Linked DNA regions of Mus musculus: region 2 is linked to region 1. A link is a contact called in public Hi-C data. All regions are on one chromosome and are shown on one strand. Each heading gives the region's core, a stretch centred on a gene start, on an enhancer-like site or on the middle of the called end of the contact. The rest is flanking DNA. Distances are from core to core; before and after follow the strand shown.

Region 1 (4,614 bases), core at 971-3,470:
TAACAGGACTCAGCAATGCTTAGTCCCCTACCTCCGAAAGAAGGATGAAATAATCCTGGATATTTTTATCGACATGAGTAGTCATTGTGGTAAATGTCAGTAGGAAGTCTTGAGAATCACATGAAGTCTTTTAGAATAATATCCTGGGGTTGCAAACTCCTTCATGTCACTTACTGCTGCCACATGAAACTGCTCAGGAGCGAGCTGATTGTCCACTCTTAATAAAATGAGGTTGTTTAACCACCTTTGATGTGCCGCTTAATGGAGTTTGAAGGGTAATACATCACAAACAATTAAGAGATTTTTTTCCTTCGTGAGACATTAACTGCTTCGATGGATAGAAAATCTACTTCACTATGACCCTTCATATAGCATAAAATCAGTTAATTTATACATCTGTCTGCTAGAGACAATCTTACAAAATGTGTTTTTAACATACTCGCACATGTTCCGTTATTAATTTATCATCACACATGTTAGTAAATTATATCTGCATACATTTTGTGGATATACACTAGTTGGCATGTACACATTTGGGTATTTCGCCTTTTGTTCCTTCCTAGTTTTATTATCTTAGACATAGTCCTTAACCTTTACTGTGCTTTTATCAATCTATTTCCTCTGTCCTTTCTGCCAAAAAAAAAAATCATATTAGCAGAAGAATCCCATCAAATGGTCTATAAGAATACTTTGTGAGCTGTAAAGGACTGTACAGACATACCAAGGTAATCTTTCAAATTAAGAAGTCTACAACCTGAGGAATGAATGAATGTGAACCAGCTGTCCTCTCCCCCATCCCTCCTCCACTGCAGTTCAAATACCCACATGAAGAGACCATGTTCAGCCTCCTTTCTGCAAACTGCAGGCATCTATCTCCTCATCCCAAGGATGGCTTTTCAAATCTTGCCAGCATCCATGTGCAGAACATCTGGACTAAGACCGTTCCACATACAATTCTTTGAAGCACCGGCTGCCTGGAAGAAATACTTTGATTTGGGCTTCATTAAAATGCCTCAACTTCTATTAGGGACACAAAAGATTTTTTTTTCTAGTAAGAGCTCTCTTGGGAAGAAGACCGACCTCTAGCTAGTTAGATCACTCAGAAGCCAAGTGGCTGGAATGTCACTAAAGCACCATGCAATGGAAATCTTGCTGCGAGCTTGTAACATGCAGAAACAGCTGGCTTGGGTCTGTGGCTGACCCGGGGTGAAACCATTGTGGTAATTAGATTTAATTTTCTTAATCCAATAGTGCTTGACTGCAACGTGTCTGCATCTCCTAGGCAGAAAAGGCATGATTCTCCTTTAACAATGCTTTGACGTGTTTAAGACTTCTGCAGCTTAGTCCCTTCAGAGAAGTCACTTCTTCTCGAGTATAAGGACACCCATCCAGACAGCTATGTGTATCAAGGAGTTTCACATAGACGTTATCTTGCTTCAGTAACTTCCCAGAAAGATCTCAACACAACAAATACGTCTTAAATATCAATATATATCCTATTCTGCTAGTTCAGTGTGCCCTGCTATCTGCTCATTTAGAAAGATGGATCAGCCACGAAGACATTGATGAGCCCGGGGCGTTTGGATTTGAACCGCTTCTACACTCTCGGGGGCATATGACTTCATGCTACAGCTCTCTGGGGTTACCCACTCTGCAACAGCGCCAGAGCTCCAGAAGCTACAAGGGGGGAAAAAGTGTTCTTGAGATGAGAGAAGCAAAGACTGACATTCATGAATCTGTCTGCTCGCGTCTGTTTATGTTATACAGAACAGCCGTCGGTATTGTTACCTCAGAAGACCGGGGTTATTTTATTCGAGTGCAGGTCGTGCGTACTGTCTCCCCCCCAAACTGGCTCACAGCGCCACGCCGTACCATGTCGTGTCCCCGGGAATCTTAATTGCCTGGGCTATTAGAAAAGAACATCCGACCGCTGCTGGTAATTGAACACGGTGCATTTTGATAGCTTAAAAAGAAAGATCAGATAGAGTCACACAAGTTCTCAGTATGTCTTAAGCCGTCCCCCCTAAAAAATATATAAGAAAAAAGAGGAAGGGAAAGCCTGGGGCAGCGGGAGTGTTCCAGAGAGCGAACTGCTCCGGACTTCAAACACTGGGAGTCATTCTGTCAAGGGGAGGGGGCGGGCGGGGGCAGGCACTGGGCCTCTGTAACAAAGTCCTCCTCTCTTTGCTCCCTCCCACTTCATTCACTTGCAAATCAGTGTGTGCCCACAAGAGCCAGCTCTCTGGAGCCGTAACCTTCCCATCCCGAGAGCTGCAGTTCCAGCCACAGCAGCAAGAAGCACAGAGCAGAAGACCGTGGTGGAGGCAGGAGCATCCTGGGCGAGTGGCAGGGTGTCCCCAGGAGCCGGAAGGCAAACCGAGGTGGGTTCGGTCTCTGTTGCCAATGCGGGAGCTTGTGCGTGCGTTTCTTTTCTCCCTTGCCTTCTCTTTCTTCTTTATACATAGCTATTATTTTAATTCCGTAGCGTTGATGGAAGCCAATCAGAGAAAGAGAGCGGTCCTCTGCGCCGGGTGTTGCGGTGCACGGAGTTGGGAGGGATGCTCAGCTGGGAGCTGGGGTGCGGGCGGGCTTGCGCGCGAGTCCGGTTGCATTGGTGGCGCTGCTGCCTCTGCCCAGGACCGGCGCCGCTTCCCGGGGAGCCTGGGCGCCGCTCCTCCGCCGCCTGGTAAGACCGAGACGCCTAGGGTTCTGCGGGGGGTGGCAGGGAACAGTGTGGAGGAGAGAAAGCTGCTGCCGAGGTCCACTCCGCGGGGCTGGCGGAGGCGGCTAGTGGAGCCCTAGCTTTGCAAAGTTGGCTGGTCAATTACCAAGGGCGCTAGTGAGTGCCGGAGCGGTGGAGCCGTTTGGGGCTTGATTGATTTCCACCTACCCAACAATACAAGGGTCTGTGTGGTGACTGCTTGGCCTGAGTTATGGGATTTTTTTTTTTTTTTATGGCTTTGAGAGTAACGCAGAAATTAATTCAGGTAGTCGGGAAACTCTGGAATGTTCCCAATAAGGCAAACTTACAGAGATGGTTTGGCCGAGAGAACGAGCTTAAAGAAAACTGTTAGCTCGCATGTTCCTAGCAATGCCTTCAGGCTTTCATAGAGCAGAAATGCTTAGGTTGCAAGGCAAGTCCGACACTGGACTTCGAAAATGGAGCACACTGTCCAGGGAAAAGTCATGTGGAAGACGCCGCTCGCTGGTGCTCTTCCAAGGCTACACACACACACACACACACACACACACACACACACACATCTGAGGGAGAATGCCTTCCTTAGACTGGAGAGCAGGAGGTCTGGTGCGTCTGATGTGAGGTGTCAGATGCAAGAGTGAAGTCCCCAAGGCGTTCATGTGGAATTTAATGAAGGCGGGTCGTTGCGGAGTCCTATAATGCCGCAGAGCTGGGGTCACTTCCTCCTCCGTAGTTATTCGCCTGCCAAGAGTTACGGTCCATCTCGAGATGGGAGATGCTGGCGAGGTCAATGTGGTACTGAGAAATGTTGTCGCTGCTGCAATAAAATCCATATTTTATGGGAAGTTACGTGAGGGTCTTTGTATGCAAGGGGCTGGTTGCCTAACTTAACTACTACCGAGAACATTCAAGAACCAAGAAGTTTAATCACGTGGAACATTCACACATTTCTCTCTCCCACTCATTTTTTTCCTATGAAGACACTTTTTTTTTTTTATGATAGTCACTGCAAGCTCTATCGGTCTGTGTCTCTTCACTTTCACTTACTGAAGTCACACAGTGCGAACCAGAAAAGCTATTTCCTTTAACAGTGTGTCTGGGGCGTACTTCTGTGTTGGGGGGGGCGGGGGGGGGAGAATGCTAATTGTGAGCTTTTGCGGTGGTTAATTATCAGGGGCGGGTGTGTGTGTGCAAACTCCTCCCTGTGATTCTAAGGGAGCCAGAGATGTGGCCAGTTAATGCACAACTCCTCGGGAGAATGAGTAACTGCCATGTGAATGCGGGCCAAAGCTGGCTTTTTTCTTTCTGTTCTTGCTGATAGTTTTACCTGAAAAGGGAAAATCCTCGGGATTCTTTCTGCTTTGGGGGGAAGGGGGGGAGCGAGGAGAAGATAACAAACTCTCCTCCCAATTTAGCTTGAGCACAGTCCTTTGTGTAGGAGCACTTGCCTGACTCTGTGTTTGGTGTTCTGGAGAATCTGAAAACCAGTTGTGACCAGAAAGGGAATATGCTAAAGCAGATAGCTTCATGACGTCATGGAGAGGGCAAAGGGTACACCAGAGGCCATATTCTTGATGCAGAGCTCAGAAACTTAAAAGAAATCCAACGGAGAACAACTGTGTCTCACCCTCTCCCTTTTCTCTTGCTGGTATTCTAATTAACAAAGTGATATAAAAGGTAGAGAGCCCTTCTTACCCGGTTTTATGGTTTGTGCCTTACTTTGGAAGCAGAGGAAGTGATCAGGTTCTTCAGAGAGATACAAGGTAACAGTACATTGCTGAGAGAAAAATGCAGCCCAATGATGTGACTACACTATATTTGTCCACAATTTGCTGCCATTAGGAGGAAGTGGCAGGCTGGTGTCTCCAGGGGGACTTCCAGTCTTTCTACTAGTTGGCTTTTACGCCAATTTA
Region 2 (4,614 bases), core at 932-3,431, 100 kb after region 1:
TCTTTGTTTACAGCTCCCTCTTCCTTCTAAGTCAGCAGCATATTTACCATCAAATTCTCCCACCCTACTCCTCTCTACCATTACAGAGTTTCCTTCTCTGACTCCAGCTTTCTGCTCTATCCTCCCCAGGGCTCTCCTTTACACTGTGCCTGACTTGTTCATCTAAGATGACACCCCCCACACCTCCCCACATCCTGTGTGAAGATCCTCATCTTAATCATGTACACAAAGTGCTTTTGCTACGTAGAGCAGCATGTGATGGGCCCTGGGAATTAGGAGAAGGAAGACCAATATCCTGCCTACCACAACTGTTATAACACTAAAGTTTTGTTCATTTAAAATTGCTTGGTACTTTTCACATTAAATTCACAGTATTGGGTGTAAAAGATAAATGTCAAGGGAATTAATAAATTTCTCCTGCCTTTACTTAAAATTCTTTTGCTTTTAGCACTTTGTCAGAAATTCTCTTCCACATAACACAGGGCCTGTTTGGGTGGTTATTAAATCTAACAGAAGATAGAAGATTGAATTGGGTGGGGTCATGAAGACTCTCAGCCCATGCAGGGCCCCTTACTGGGTTTTATAACTGTGTTGAAATTCACAAGGTACACATTGAGAAGAAATTTCGAAGGATAGAGAGACAGACTGATAAATAGATGGATCTATAAGTGACAATACATAATAGGTTGATGGAAGGATAGATGACTGGATAGGACAATATATCAATAAAAGAAAGATCAGTAGAAGATAAGATAGGTAAGATAGAAAGGATATGATACATAAGTAGATAGGTAGATAGATAGATAGATAGATAGATAGATAGATAGATAGATAGATAGATAGATAGATAGATAGATAGGTGAGAGAGAAAGGAAGAAAGAGAGAGAAGGAAGGGAGGGAGGGAGGGAGGGAGGGAGGGAGGGAGGGAGGGAGGGAGGGAGGGAGGGAGGGAGGGAGGGAGGGAGGGAGGAAAATCTCAGTTTTATGTTTGGGGGAACATCTGCTTAGGCATCTGCAGACATGTTTGGTTCTCATAGCTTGCAAAGGTGAGAACCAGGGATGCAGCTGCTGTGCATCCTTTATGGCCATGTCAGCACCCCAAACATTGTGTATAGAGAGCCAAGTGACAATAGTGTTGTTGGTTTGAGAAACAAGAAGTTAGGTTCTGGCAATTCAGCATTTAACATGGTGTTTAACACAGCGGTGTCCTCAGTGAATATCAATACAACTGAATACAAAAATCCACAAGGAAAAAAAGTTAGCAACCCCCCCCCCCAAAAAAGAAGAACCACCATGATATGAACCCATGTCATTTTCCCAAATTGCAGCCAGAACAAGTGCAAAAGAAGAGTCATATTGCCAATGCTTCAAACAATAGAAGCATTACAGAAGCTAATTCTATTATTTAAATTATATAGAAAACACATTTTTTTCAAGTCAGAAAGGGAATATGATTTAGCAGAAAAGGAACATAGGATATGTAGGCAGCTCCATCCTAAACTTTATCAGAAAAAAAAATATGTATCAAAATGGTCTAGATTCTGTCAAAGATTGTTTCACATATCAAGTCGAGAACCTAAGAGCTGAAGATGACTCAGTGGTTAAGAGTGTGTGCCGCTATTCTAGGGGATCTTAGTTTGGATACCCATGTGGGGCAGTCCCCAATGGCTTGTCACTCGAGCTCCAGGGGATTAGATCCCCTTTTCTGTCCCTTAAACAGCACCAGGCACACACATGATGCACAAACATGCATGCCAGCAAATCACTCATGCACATAAAACAAAAAACAAATAAATGTTCTTAAAAGAAATGAAACATTTTTAAAAGAACTAGCAGAAAGAAATCCGAAAGCCAGGAATTTACCTAAAAGAGCTGTCTAAGGAGACTGTACTATTGAATCAGGCAGACTTTATTGTATTGTACCAAATTTTTGACCCCGTGCGTAACCTATATTGAGCTCCTAATATTCAATGAGACTAGGGCTGAAGGGATAAGCTATAAAAAATAATAAAGACGCCACATCTTCCCTTGTACATCTGAGTGCAGCATGAGAAAGTATGTGACCCTGAAATACAGGAGAAAGAGTGTTGCTATTTTTTGCTGACTTTATGGGTTTTATTACCCCAGGCGCATATGCAAAGCCTCCACTGATTTTCTCCCACACTCAGCCTTGAAACTATGCCATGCACTCACATGAGAGTGAAATCACTTCCCTTCCCTCAGTAACCTAAGCTCTCCAAGAAGCCATTCTAAGAGTTTGTGCAGTCTCTCTTTCCATCCTACCTATTTATAGGTTCTGTGCTACCTTGTCATTCCCCACTAATAATAGTGGGACACTTCGGTGTCCTGTTTCTGCTTTTACTCCCTGTCTTTTACCTCTGAGTCAGTGTTCCCAAGCCTAAATTGCAAGTTTATAAAAGGCATGCATAAGATGATTTTATGTATTGCCTGATGCAACCCTCTAGGCCAATAAATGTTTTAAAATGGTCTTGGTTGGCAACATTAAATTAGTTTATGATGGAAGGATGTCTCTGTGAATTGGAGCACTTTTCTATTCCCATCTACAACAGGGTGATACTTGAAAAAGTTCACCAAATGCAGCTGTTTCTGCCACTGACCAGAGACCCCTGAACAACACCATATCGATTCAACATGATCAGTGATCTCAATTAGTTTGTAACTGTTCTGCTACTGTCAAAAAGTCTAAAGCAAATTAGTTTTGTTGCTCTCTTGTATTTGGTATTTTATTGAGGTCTAATTGATTATTGAAGGAAACTTTTCAGAGCCAAGACAGCAACTTGGATTGCTCAGACCTGACCATGTGTCTGGTATGTGATAGTAATTGCTGAATTAACTGGTAACTTCTGGAATTCTTCATATTCTTCATAAACACAGTTCAAGGAAGAAATCAGACAGGAGCACTAAGATTTAATGACTGTCATTCCATGTGCCAGAGACATTGTTCATCACCAATATCCAATCTAAGGTGACCTTGCAACATTCACTCAATCATTGTTTGCAACCATTACTTATTAAGGATGTCTCAGGTGCCAGGATGCTGGGTCTTGAGTCTACTGAAGTAAAGGAACCAGACCAATTTCATGCCTTCTTCCATGATGTGATCTACTTAAGAACACGGCTATAAAATGAGTCATTTAAAATAAGAATATGCTGATGGTTCCATGGGAAATAAGTTGAGGGTACACATGAGGAGACTCTTAGACTAGCAACATGAGGAAGGAAGGCATCCCAGGGAGGAACAGATGAAGCAGTCCTGGCATGTGAGCTGGGTTAGCCAATTAAAGATTCTAAGCAGTATTTATGCCAAAGGGGCTACCTGGGGAAAGGCCTAGCTATGAAGTATGTTCTCAAAAAAACTACATGAAATCACAATGTGATGAGAGTAAAGCCTTGTCTAGGGAGGATGCTGGCAAGGAAAGCTAGTGAGAAGAGCAAAGGATGCCATGGTAAAGGGCTTTGTGTTAAGGAAGGATTTAAAGAGAATAACGGCATCTTCCATGTCAACATGGTCATAAGGTCAGTCTCGTGACAGGAAAAGAGGGAGAAGGAAGCATGCGTGAGTACACTTGGACGGCAGAAATACATCAAAGGGAAGTGGTGTTGACAACAGAAATTGGGTGTGTCAAGATATAGACAGGAGGTAGCAAGACAGCTGCAGAGTTGTCCTGTGTTTCAGAATGGCTCTGGTGTCCCTGGTGGCCCTTACAGATATGAGGCACACAAGAGGAGGGAAGTATTTGTAGGGTTGGTGATGAGGTCAGTTGGGATGCACTGAGTCTAACTGGGCTATGACACTTGCCTGGGAGCCAAATATATCCTCGAAATATCTCATCCTTGGAATGCATCTCAGGGAAATGGTTAGACATTGCCCTGGGCATTTGGTGGCACTGGCACATAGGTAGTAGCTGCATGCAAAATAAGAAAAAACATGGATGCTCCCACTTAGAGGTAGTCCATGAAATATGGAAGGGAAGGAGCTGACCTGAGACACAAGCCTGAAGCGTACAGTATTTAAGCTTCAGGTAGAGGAAATTAGTTGACCAAGTTCATGATTATGAAAACAGTGTGGCAGGGGATGGATAGATCTAAGATGGCTTAATTAATTTTCTAACTAATAGGAAAGTCAAAATCAAAACCCAGATCTTTCCATTTTCAAAATCCACCTCTGGGGTCCTTCATATTTACAAACACACTAAGTAGGAACTTGCAGAAGGCTTCCTCTAAGCTAGACCCCTGTCAAACATTTTAGTAAATTCCAGAGCAACCTAACTAGTAAATGAAAATCATTGCTATTCCCATTATGAATGAAGAAATGGTCTTCAAGACGTAGATCACGTTTCCCAAGGTCGCAAGGCTAGCAGACAGCATGGCTCTATACCCACTGCCCCCATTTATGCAGGTCATCCTTGCAACAACTGTGGTTTTACTGGTTAAGACAACAGGTCAGACTTCACCGGTTAGCAGTTATTCAGAGGACTTCTATTCTCCATTATAAAATGTATAGCATCTACTCAGCATCTACTGGTAACTTCTGGAATGTGTACATACTCTTCATATACAGAGTTCAAAAAGGAAATCAGACAGGAGCACTCA

The links. A called contact is a pair of places that touch in the nucleus more often than the background predicts.
Region 2: a Hi-C map of uterus shows a contact between it and region 1, with 3 times the contacts expected there. The contact joins the enhancer-like site here to the promoter of Cdh6 in region 1. A contact is called at or near these places in 1 of 39 promoter capture datasets (stem cell-derived epiblast-like cells), 5 of 484 Hi-C or Micro-C datasets (cerebral cortex, nephron progenitors and uterus) and 1 of 9 other capture datasets (liver).

What each region holds. Positions count from the first base shown.
Region 1 is chr15:13,171,281-13,175,894 of GRCm38.p6, reverse strand. It overlaps Cdh6 (cadherin 6), which reads left to right and starts at 2,220. Exons shown (of 12, transcript NM_007666.4): 1 at 2,220-2,381.
Region 2 is chr15:13,071,313-13,075,926 of GRCm38.p6, reverse strand. All of the region lies in intron 2 of Cdh6 (cadherin 6), which reads left to right. Among named protein-coding and RNA genes, the nearest start is that of Gm35018, 18 kb to the left of the region's middle. Within about 2 kb of position 2,181, at least 9 of the 459 cell types and tissues checked have an H3K27ac peak or open chromatin away from gene starts, as enhancers often do. A contact at or near this core is called in uterus, where this site is marked.